Linked DNA regions of Bos taurus: region 1 is linked to region 2. Evidence: chromatin contacts called from public Hi-C data. All regions are on one chromosome and are shown on one strand. Each heading gives the region's core, a stretch centred on a gene start, on an enhancer-like site or on the middle of the called end of the contact. The rest is flanking DNA. Distances are from core to core; before and after follow the strand shown.

Region 1 (5,822 bases), core at 306-2,805, 190 kb after region 2:
AAACACTTTTTCATTCATGCTAATAATGTCAATAAATCTCTGATCTGTTTGGAATTTATTCTTATGTAGACTGTGATAACAAATTTAACTTCATATTTTTCCATATCACTATCTGGATAGTCTAATAACATTTTAGAACACCTATATATTCCCCATTGAATTAAAACTGCTTTATATTAAAATCTCATATGCAATGTAGTGGACTTTATACTTCATTTTCTCTTATTTTTTAATCCTTCAGCATGTATCTTCAGAGTCTATCTTAAATTCTTTTGGAATAGGAGTATGCTTAAATGAAATGATATAATTGAAGAAAAACGAGATGCAATTTTTTAAAACCAGAGAGTGGGTTGAAATTCAGATTCAAAAAGAAAAAAGACTGACAAATTCAACAACATAAAGTAAAAAGCTTTTGTATGGTTAAAAAACAATATGCACACCAAAAGCAAAGGAAAAAGACAAGTGAAAAACCTGAGAAAGAATATTTGCAACTTACATCAAAAATAAAACTTCTACAAAGAGCTTCTAAAATTATTAGTGATAAAAGACCAATAAAATTATTTTTAAAATGGACAAGTGATATGACCAGAGAGTTTAGTCCACTAGGTAAAAAATGACCCTTTTCGATAAACATAGGGTTGGGAGAAGAGATGAAACAAACAGAAGAGTCAGAGGAGAACCAGAAAGGACATGGTCAAGAACAGGGCAGTCCATAGTATCGAACATGGCAGAGGGCCTTCCAGAGATAGGACAGGAAAGAGTACCACCGCACTTGGTGCCTTGGGAAGTCACTAGTAGCCTACTAAAAAATTTCAGGATAAAACATTTCGGAGATTAAGAGCATCCTCAAGTTTTAATTCAGCCTAACACTCTACAACAACAAAACAACCCCCAAAGAAACATTAAGTAGGTGGCCTAAACTCCCGTAGCCGATAATTAGTAGGTCGTAGATTTGAGCATGCTCATTTTCACAACTGTGACTATCTGGTAGAAAGCATGAAGACCAGAATAGGGGATTATTTTATTTCTCCTGAAAAACGTTCTGCTCCTCATTCACGCACACCTTGCGCATCCACACGGTGAGTGATGATGAAGTGAGCAGGCCCTATTTTCCCCATTTCTCTGACAAAGAAACTGAGGCCAGCAGGCTTCACCATTTTTCTCAGAACCAAACAATAAATACGCTGGGAAAGCCAGGTACCAACATCAGTTCAGCACTCTGTTTTGGTAATACAACTCTGAGCCTCACTTTCTTCTCAGAGAACAGGAAATGAGATCAAAACAAAGGAGATGGCAAAACGCTTTATACCCCAACTTCCTCACTGCAGCCAAACACTGAAGAACCACAGATGATATTGATACATAGAAGACTTTAATACCTCTACTAAGCTGTCAAAACCTTCATGAGAGACACTATCCCCTTTCTGAGTGGCTAACACACTTTGTCTGAACCAAGGAAATATTCTGGCCTTTGAGTAAAATGTAATCTTTATCTGGTACTGCTGTGGGGCCTCCCACAGTGGAGAAAGCTGCTCTGTGGCACACTGGTATGAGTTACTCTGCCACCTTCAGGTCACTCTGGCGAGTCAAAGCACAGGAGACTGGAGGGCAAGAGCCCATCGGGGCTTTTTCTTGCAGTAACTAAATGACTAATCAAATACAGTAGTGTACAAAGTTGATGCTTATTTACTCAAGTAGCAGACAGTTTCCCGTTATAAAATGGACACTGGAGAAGGCAATCTGTGCTCATAAGTTCCTCATAAAAATAGGAAACTGTCCATTCCTACCTTCGCCAGACCCAAAAAAAAAAAAAACCTGCTGAAGTCTTGCAGGAACTTTAGAGTTAAAGAAGAAATACCTGTCCATATGCCATAAGGTCTCAGATGACAAGCAAGTCCCTGGGCCACGTCCTTTCCTTTCTCAGTTTATCCTGCACTAAACCAAACTGTCTGGAATTCATTCTTTAAAGGTTTATTTATGGTACACAGAGACTGTTTATGTGAAGCAGGGTATTTACCCATTTTCCTCTTGGGACCATGTTTAAAAACTACAGGGATATTTCCCTCTCTGGCACTTTCTGAAATACAATTAACAATACTGGATCTTTTTTCCTTTTAACAAATCTGGTTTTTATTTAGGGAGGGGAGGAAAAAAGTAAAGGGTCTGAAGTTTCCCAACAAATTATTTCAAGCCTTTGAGAAGACAGTTTTAGGCTTTTTAAATAGTGTCTTTGTTTGAAATTCCCCCTTACCCCCACCCTCTTGCTCTCTGACCATTAAAATGTGGGTTTTCTTCCAAACTAGATTGCTCAATTAAAGCCCTTCTTTTGTAATACCCCAATGCTTTAAATGGGAAAAGGACTGCTGTAGGCCACCTTGTGAAACCTTTTAAAGGTTCCTGGACTCTTTTGATCTTAAAAAAAAAAAAAAGGCGAAAGAACACATAAACTACCTGGCATTTTCCATATCACTCTGCTGCTCTCTAACATGCAAACTCGGAAGAATAATGGAGAATGGGGGGTGGGGAATGCCCTGCTCTCCTTTCTGCATTTGTGAGATGGAGCTATTATCTCCCCCTTCTTCCATCGCAGAGCAAGGAATCCAATCGAGATAGCACCTGTGAGACTGCTCTGAGTCCTCTGAACAGACACTCTATCTGGCAATAATGTACCCTCACTGTAAACCTGGAGAGACTTCCCTCTGAGACTTCTGACAGCCTCATTTCTGGTCTGGAGTCAAGAGAATCAAGATAATTATTCCTTCAATACCAAAGACCTTTTAGTCAGACTCTCATGATTCCTGCTCTGGGACGGTACTCCATTCTTTTAGCCGTTATCTAGTCATCTCAAAGAGAGGATTGCACTTCCCAAGAGCTGCTCATCAAGGGATATTACTCTGTTAGAAAACTCTTTGAATAAATGACATTATTTTATGGGTCCCAGACTCCATGAGGAGAACTCAAGACACAGTGAAATGGTGACTTCCACAAGCTGAGGATTTAATATTGATGTCCCAATTCCCACCGCCTGGTGTGAGACATTAACGTACCACATTCAGGGTGTCCCCTGCCCACACCTCATAACTTTGGCCTTCAGTATAGTGTCAAATGAAACATTAGACCTCGATGATTCCTAGTTTATTGCATCCAAAGCAAACTGGTGAGCGTCAATACCCTGGAACTTGGGGTCTGGAGTCACTTCAACTGGAGAAAATCACACGGCATTTGTCAGTCTTGGGGGAAGTTTTCTACTGGGAACAGTTAGGTGTCTGTGTTTCTTAGTAAGATGATTTAAAAAACAAGAAGTCCTTAACTCTCAGGAAATAGTTGACATTGGTTTGCTGGGCGAGTGCCAAGTGTTCTGGGGGAATATATACTTTATCAAACAAACCCATTCCGAAGGGTCACATAAGTCAAGTGGATACTTGTGAATATGAGCAAGATAGTGGTTTTCCCACGGTTTTTCCCCCACTCCCATGCTGATTATAAGTATCTTCAGTCTCCTGGGGAACATGAAGTTAAAGCAAATTAAGCCAACAGGACAGTCCATCGAGAAGGCGCTGTTCTCAGGGTGGTTGCAGGAGCTCCTGGTTCCCAACCAGCCCTCCCAACCCACTCACTCCACTTGCTGCCTTAATGAAACTATCACCCTGGTCCTGTCCTGATCCAAACAGGACCTGATGTGGACCAGGCTACTGTCCTATTACCTATTTCTATTTAAGTCTATTTTGGAAGTTGTGAGCAGGCAAATCGTGGGGCACATGAGGTCTGCACATGTGTTTTGTTAGGCCCACAATGTTGAAAAACAAAAACAAAAAAATTCAAATGGGTTGCCAACACTTAAAGACCAGGAGATTCCACATAAAAGTCCAGATTTCCGGCTTCACTTTAAGAATTTCGAAGATCTGGCAGCTCTGGGTTCACATTACCCCGTGACAACAGGCTGGAGCTGAGCTGCACTGCCCATTTCAGATGGAGTGTGCACACGCTGAGGGCTGTGTACACGCTGAGGGCTGCGTCCCCCACTGGGCTGCTTCACTTGCCTGCGACGTGGGCAGACCCAGAGGTGTGTATATTTATGACTTCAGTTTTACTACTTATTTGTTCATGTCTCTATCTCCTTCTGCTCAGAAAGAGAAACCACCTTGCAGCATCTTCAAGGAGGCAGCACGGGGCAGCAGGACTCTTAGACTGGTGGTTAGTGAGGAGGCAGACACCATCGTAACCATCTTTAAGAGCAACAGAGCAAAGAACCAGAAGTAACGGGTGCCAGCTGCAGGAAGGCAGATGGAGACTCCACCCAAGGAAAGGCTTTTCAACATTCACCCAGTTCTCCTCCTGCTCCTACCATTACCTATCTATTTCTACATCACCTATCTATATTATCTTCAATGACAAAGCCCTGTGAACTCCAAAATCCTTGTTTATCAAGCAGGGGATCATTAAGGACACATGGATCTCTAAAATTTCTGATTTCTTATACACTAAGGGGCGACTCAGTATAGGGGGAAAATGTATATGGACTTTTGAGTCAAATATTGTATCAGAATTTGAGGAACATCCCTTAATTTTTAATAGATTTTACTGTAGAAAATAAACACAGACTGCATCTGTCTTTATTTTACTATAGAAAATAAAGACAGACTGCATCTGTCAAGTGCACATCCAGATGCTCTGTAGGAGGGTCACATGCTGGTACGGTGAGGTGGGGGCCCCACATCTCAGTGGGTATGTGACCATGTCGTCCCTGAAGGTGGTAGACAATTCTGCTGTGGACCATTCAAGAAGGGATGAATACTTAGGAGGAGAGGAGGAGAGCAGGTGGGTCTTGGGCATGAAAAGAAGATACTGTCTGGGCTGCAGCTTTTGTCTCGAGTCTGGGGGCGGCCCAGGAAATGGGCTTTTGCCTCACTGAGATAAGCCAAGGGCTAAGCAGAGGGCAGATGCATTTTTATGTAATTCTGTGTTTATTCTTTTGTTACTCTTTAATCTTCAGTAAAGTTATACTTCAACATTAAAAAAAAAAGATACAGCTGACCCTTGAACAACATGGGTTTGAACTGCGTCGTCCACTTACACGTGGGTTTTTTTCAGTGCTATGCACTTGGCTGCAGAACCGCACATGCAGAAGGCCAATGATAACTTCTATGTGGATTCTCAAGTTCAAGGAGGATGGGTGCTCCTAACCCCCATGCTGCTCAAGGGTCAACTGTAAATACATGTACGAGTTGATAAACTGTCTTAAAAAGGGAAACCTGTAAAAGTATCTGCTACAGATGATAAGGCTGGACAGGAAAAGGCAGGTAGTAAGCACATCCATTCTTTTCCCAGGAAAAGTGGTTTTCAGAACTTCCCCGGTGAGCAGCTCACCTTGAGGTCCAGCGGAAGCTTGTTGGAGGTGAACACGCTCAGCTTGATCTGGGGAATACTGATTTTGAGATTCTCAAAGTAGTATCGGATTGGCGTCCCGCCTTGCTCAGCTGTCTTTTCATGGAGGTTTTCATCATATTTTTCCACCTCTGGCACAAAGGCAGAATTGTTTTTTTTTTAAAAAATAAGTCTCCTTAAAAGTCTCATTATTCAAATACTTCAGGCACATTGAAAAGAAACTCATAGGAAGATGAAAACATTTCTCTCTCTAAATTTAGCTTTTCAGGGTTCAGTAATACATACAGCATCCTGATATCACTTCTATATAAAAGCAGATCTGGTTCACGTTGTTTATCAAAAAAGTACAATAGCTTAAACTACTGATTTCCGACTCTGCACCACCTGGCAGATATAATCTCTGGAAAAAATAATCCAGGTGGGAAAGTCAAAGGTCA
Region 2 (5,995 bases), core at 3,205-5,704:
GACAGAGGAGCCTGGCAGGCTACAGTCCATGGGATCACAAAGAGTCGGACACGACTGAGAAACTAACACACATATGGCTCAGCCATCCCAGGAAAGCAACCTCGTGCCAAGTTCTCTGCAAAAGACATTTGTCCTCATCACTGCAGATCTGAGCCTTTTGTGCTGTGCATCAGATCCCACTGAATGAAAAAGCAGCAGCTCAGAGTTGGAAAATGTGCCCTCAGTCTGTAGATGGCCTCACGTCCATTTCTAAACCCCTTTAACAGCCACCAGGTAGCCGACTCTGTGATTTATTTCAACTCTTGCAGGAAATGTTAGTGTTTTCATCTTGTGGCTTCCAAGAGAACGAAGGGCCCGAGTTTCCCAATTAACACGTCAAGTGGAACTTGCAGGGTATATCCTAAAATCAGAGCATGCTCCCTAACCTGGAAATACTGACCCTGGGTCAGGATGTCCATCGTCCATCTACCTGGGCATCTGCTCATTCTTGGGCAGATTCCAAGTTCTTCTGAACTTTCTGCATTTCAGAGCTTTGGCCATTGGTTTATCCCCCACCCAGAGCCCTTCCAGTCTCTGTATCAAAATAGTTACTTTCTCTGTACCATCTTTATCTTGTTATTTGCTGAGAAACGATCCTTACCACTTTGAGAAAACTATCTTGGCCATATTGATGAGAAGGGAGCCATTAGCCATCCTTTCTCCCAAGGAAAGAGATCCAGTTGTTGTCCTCAACTACAACTTGTCCCTAGAGTCTTCATCCCAACCTGCCACTCTCAAAAGCCCACATAGTTATGGGCACCTGGGCTCGAATGGTTCCAGACCCAACCTGTTCTTCTGTATCCTCAGGCCGAAGCACAACCTTACCTAGAATGTTGTAAGATGTTCTCCTTGCTCCCTTTAGAAGACACACTCAAAAAAAAAACCCCAAGTATATACGATGCTTGAAAGGGAGACATTTGAAACATATTATTCAGATGAACCAAGAAGGTTGGGAAAGAGTTGAAGCCAAATGAAAAGGAGACAAGCAAATCTGTTTAGATACTAGCGTTCCCAAATGCACACTCGTCTGCCGTGAGATGAGTGAGGTCCCTTAAAAGGCATGAAGTCTTATTAAAGTTCTGGATTCTCGAAAAGAAAGTGTTAGGGGACTTCCCTGGTGGTCTGGTGGTTAAGACTCCGTGCTTCCACTGCAGGGTGCACGACCTGGTCTAGGACGTAAGATCCCCTGTGCTACACGGCACAGCCAAAGATAATTTTTAAAAAATTATAATTAAAATTCACAAAATTTTTTTTAAATGCCAAATACCAGAATAGTTTAACAAATGAGTGGTTGGTGGGAACTCGTTCATTCATTCCACAAGTCTGTGGTGCACCCTATGTGTGCCCAGCACTGTTCTAGGCATAGAGATACGGCAGCGGTGAGCAAAGCAGACACCAGTCCCCACCCGAGTGGAGTCGGCAGTTTGGTGAGGGAGACAGATAAAAACAGGATACAGAAAACAGCCCGTTACATCACAGTAAGGAGGAAACAAATGAGGTCCAGTGACAGGCCTGACGGGAATGGAGGGAGCAGCGTTCCAGGTAGAGGGAAGAGACAGACAAAGAAATGTACCTGGGATATCTGGGGAGCTGGGAGGGGGCCACTGTGGCTGAAGCAGAGTGAGTAATGAGGGCTGCAGTGTAGGGGGCAGGGGATGGGCCAGTAATGGGGGGTCAGGGAGCAGAACAGGAAGGGGTGGGGTGGGAGAGCAGGGCAGGAGACTGGGAGCAGGGCAGGGGGCGAGCTGGGGGAGCAGGGCAGGGCAGGTAGGGCCAGCAGTCTCTAGAACCGGCTCTGGCTTTGGCTCCAAGTGAAGCTGGGAGCTGTTGTTCTGCAAAGGGAAGTAGAAGTGACAGGATCTAACCCAAGTCACTTAGGGCCAGGTCACTTAGGGAGGTGGGGTGGGGGGGTGGAGGGGGTGGCAGGCCAAGGGCAGGAGAGGGGTTGGGGTGCTTCTTGGGCTCCTCTAAGTACTTGAGACCAGACTTGCCTGGCTCCCTTCTGAGGGCATTCTAAAGCTTGAGTCTGCTCTCAGCTTGGTGCTTGGATCTGAGAAGACACTGCTGTTGATATCTTTAGTCCAGTGGAAGTATGTGGGCTGAAGGGAGATCTGGGTAGGCTGGTGTACCTCTGGAGGGATGGGTGCGAGTCTTCCGGGATCCAGGCCTCAGAGTCTGCTGGGGAGACCTCCGCTCAGCAAGCCATGATCTGTGCTTGCGGATGCCTGGGGTGAAAAATGGTGACACGGCTCTTGGGGAACTGTGACTATGTCAAATTCATTCCTCGATTTAGGCAGCTGGGCTTAGGGCTGCCACAGGGAGCCACATTAACAAGGTTTTCTCTGGTGGCACTTACGTCCTGGTGTGATGATCATCTCCAATAAAGCCCCTGATGCTCTGGAAAGAGGAGTCAGCTTCAGTAAGATGACTTTAATGGCAACAGAAATTTAACTCCCTCTGCAAAGAAAATGAAAGCAACTGTATTGGTGCCCTGAGCAAAGGAGACACTTTTCAGTTCTACTATGTCAAGGGAGCCCAGGAGCATTGTAGGCAGTATCGGTCAACACTTTGAGAAGGTCCTTGAGCAACTGGGGGGCACCCAGGGAGCAGGCTCCAAATGACAAGGACCAGAAGCCATGACTTAGGTGGGATGGCCAATCCAGAAGCATTTGGTTGACTGCTTCAGGGGCTGGAGACAGTATCAGCTGCCTTCCAGGTGGATGGAGGTCCACACGAGGCTGGGGCCCGGGAGCACCTTCCCACCCTCTGGAGCTTTTCTGGGGTCAGCAGGCTGCAGTGAGGGAACTGTGGATTCTTGCATCAGGAGAGGTTGGGTTCTGGATGATCACCTGGGTCCCTTCCACCCCATTGATTCTGTGAACCATTGTTACTAGAGTGATGTCAGTGACCCAGACAGAGTCAGGGGCCACAAGGAAGAGAGGCCACCAGCTTCAATCGACCAATGCTCAAAAATTAAAAGAAGACAGCCCTTCTCAGCCTGACCTCAGCAGAGTCCTTCAGGGGCTGGGTCATTCCTTTGGTGGGGTTTTTCCAGGATGCTGGAGAGAGAAGAGGAGGAGTAGGAAGGTGCAGGCCTGTGTTCACATCCTTCATTCTGGCCATCAGTCATAACTTAGACCCGAAATGGATGCTGAGGGCTTCCTTGGGCTCCCCAGACAGCTTGAGACATTGGTGCATACCCTGTGTGACTGTGGTGGCCTACAGGATTGACTCCACAGGGCTTTTTCACATTCATTGTCCTGTCTAGGCCCAGAGGCAGGTGTGATCAGCAACCCACTGCTTTTCTTCTTTTCTTTTTTCCAATTAAAAAATAATTTTTAAATTTTTATATCCTTTTTAAACGTTACTTTCCATTGACCATTACTGCAAAATGTTGGCTGTATTCCCCGTGTTATACAGTACATTCTTGAGCCTGCCTTATACCCAATAGCGTGTACCTCCCCTCCCCCATCCTTATATTGCTGCTCCCACCCAGTGGTAACCACTCATTTGTTCTCTATATCTGTGAGTCTGCTTTTTGCTGTTATATTCACTAGTTTGTTGTGTTTTTTAGATCCCACATGTAAGTGATATCATATAGTGTGTGTCTTTCTCTGACTTATTTGACTTTGCATAATGCCCTCCAAGTGAGAACATTTCATTCTTTTTTATGACTGAGTAATATTCCAGCGTGTGTGTGTGTGTGTGTGTGTGTGTGTGTGTGTGTAGATATGGATATAGATATACACCACATCTTCATCCACTCCTCTGTTTATGGACACTGAGGTTGCTTCTGTATCATGGCAATCGTAAATAACACTGTTATGAATATTGGGGTGCATGTACCTTTTCGAATTAGTGTCCTTGATTTTTTTTCCCCAGATATATACCCAGGAGGGGAATTGCTGACTGATAGGGCACCCCACTCCAGTACTCTTGCCTGGAAAATCCCATGGATAGAGGAGCCTGATCGGCTGCAGTCCATGGGGTTGCGAAGAGTCGGACACGACTGAGCGACTTGACTTTCACTTTTCATTTTCATGCATTGGAGAAGGAAATGGCAACCCACTCCAGTGTTCTTGCCTGGAGAATCCCAGGGACAGGGGAGCCTGGTGGGCTGCCGTCTATGGGGTCGCACAGAGTCGGACATGACTGAAGCGATTTAGCAGCAGCAGCAGCAGCAGGGTAGTTCTATTTTTAGTTTTTTGGGAAACCTCCATCCTGTTTTCCACAATGGCCATCAGCAAGTGAAGTGAGTTGCCCTGGATGGTTGGCCTAAGGCAGATTTCAAACCCAGGATTTTAGCTTCAACACTAGGCCCTTTCCCTCTGGGTCAAATATTATCAGCCTGGCCCAGCCCACCCCAGTCAGGGTTATGGAGAGGTCAAGAGACAAGCTGTTCAATAATGGGAACTACCTAGTACACAGACGGTTCTGGAAAGAGAATTGATGAGCAGTCCAGGAGTCAACAGGATGTACTTAAGTTTGACCTCACCAAAACATTTTTTTAAGCACTGAGCAGCAGTATTTGCATACAATGAGTGGGTTACTTGCCAAAGTATTAAGGTAGTCATTGGTTATCAGGGTTTGCTTTGAACACGTAACTGATAAGCAGGAAAGCAGCACAGTTGTATTTCATGCATTTACAGCCAGGGTGGCACCTCTAGCTGGAAGCCAACTTTGAGGAATGAGTGAGTGCCGGCTTCTTCCATCTAAACTCGAGGTCACCCAGCTGGATCCTCCCAAGTGACCTAGAGCTCTGATAATTCAGAGAAGGGAGAGATCACTGTAAATTAAGGAAATCTCAGAAGACTTCTTGAAGGAGGTGGCAACTAAAGGGTTTGCAGTAAGTCTTAAACTTTTGCTGGTTGTGGAGCCCTTTGAGAATCTGGAGAAAGTAATATAAACCCAGTCTGAAGAAGAATGCACAAAGAGACAAATTTTTATACTTTTAAGAGATCATTGGGTCCCCCTGATGCCTGTTCCAGACACCAGGTTAAGAACCTCTGGACTGGATCCAATCAAAACCCATCCAACAACTTGAGGCTCTGATTCAGGGCCCAGAACTGGAGCCTATGTCAGAGGCAGGAGACTCTGGAGTACTGCAACCCAAAGCCAAGGTCAAGCCAGAGTGGACAATACAGATCTGTGGCCCGGTAATACTTAATGCCAACAAGAGTCAGCCTGGCAAAGGTCACTGGGCTCAAGCTTTCCTGACTGTGTTGGCCACATCCTGTTTTGGGGAAGTCGATCTTGAAACCCCTTTTCAGTAGCCTTTCAAGGAAGGGGCTAAGAAAGCACTTTGAGCAATGAACCATATGATTATTTTGTCCACATTGAAACATACTCCTGGGAAGTGCTTACAGATACCTGTCTGCATTTCAGTCTTCTACAGAGCTCTGGGCCATCTGAACCCCAGCAGCCTCAAGGCAGACCCCAACACCAGTTGAGGTTTTAGGACCGAGTTTTCAAACTGGGTTCCAAAGCACCCAAGGGATTCCAAGAAGGTGGGACCCCATGGGAGGTGGAGCAGATGGGGTTCCCAGGGGTCCTCATCTCCGTTTAACTCACTCAGCTTCCTTAGGTCTTGTAGCTTAGAATTCTGTGTGAGATTTTTGTGTGTATTTTGAAAGGATGCCATTACTTAGAAGGAAAACATAAGGCTTGAAAGGAACTATTCCGGGAAGTTACTTAGGACACACTTCTCTTGTTGTTCAGTCGCTAAGTCCTGCCTGACTCTGCACCCCCATGGACTACAGCACGCCAGGCTCCCCTGTCCTTCACTGTCTCCCGGGGTTTGCTCAGATTCATGTCCATTGAGTCGGTGATGCTATCTAATCATCTCATCCTCTGCCTCTCCCTTCTCCTTTTGCCTTCAATCTTTCCAAGCATCAGGGTCTTTTCTCTTAGCTGCTCCTTACTTGGAGCTTCATTGGAAGCTCAGCTGGTAAAGAAT

What was found. Hi-C and Micro-C count contacts between places; a contact is called where the count stands out from the background.
Region 1: a contact with region 2 is called in a Hi-C map of liver, with 2.0 times the contacts expected there. The contact joins two enhancer-like sites. A contact is called at or near these places in 2 of 11 Hi-C or Micro-C datasets (liver and skeletal muscle).

What each region holds. Positions count from the first base shown.
Region 1 is chr16:41,313,071-41,318,892 of ARS-UCD2.0, forward strand. VPS13D (vacuolar protein sorting 13 homolog D) reads right to left here. Exons shown (of 68, transcript NM_001192767.2): 61 at 5,368-5,516. Among named protein-coding and RNA genes, the nearest start is that of TRNAG-CCC, 93 kb to the right of the region's middle. Within about 2 kb of position 1,556, at least 18 of the 102 cell types and tissues checked have an H3K27ac peak or open chromatin away from gene starts, as enhancers often do. A contact at or near this core is called in liver, where this site is marked.
Region 2 is chr16:41,116,382-41,122,376 of ARS-UCD2.0, forward strand. All of the region lies in intron 2 of DHRS3 (dehydrogenase/reductase 3), which reads left to right. Among named protein-coding and RNA genes, the nearest start is that of DHRS3, 9.2 kb to the left of the region's middle. Within about 2 kb of position 4,455, at least 12 of the 102 cell types and tissues checked have an H3K27ac peak or open chromatin away from gene starts, as enhancers often do. A contact at or near this core is called in liver, where this site is marked.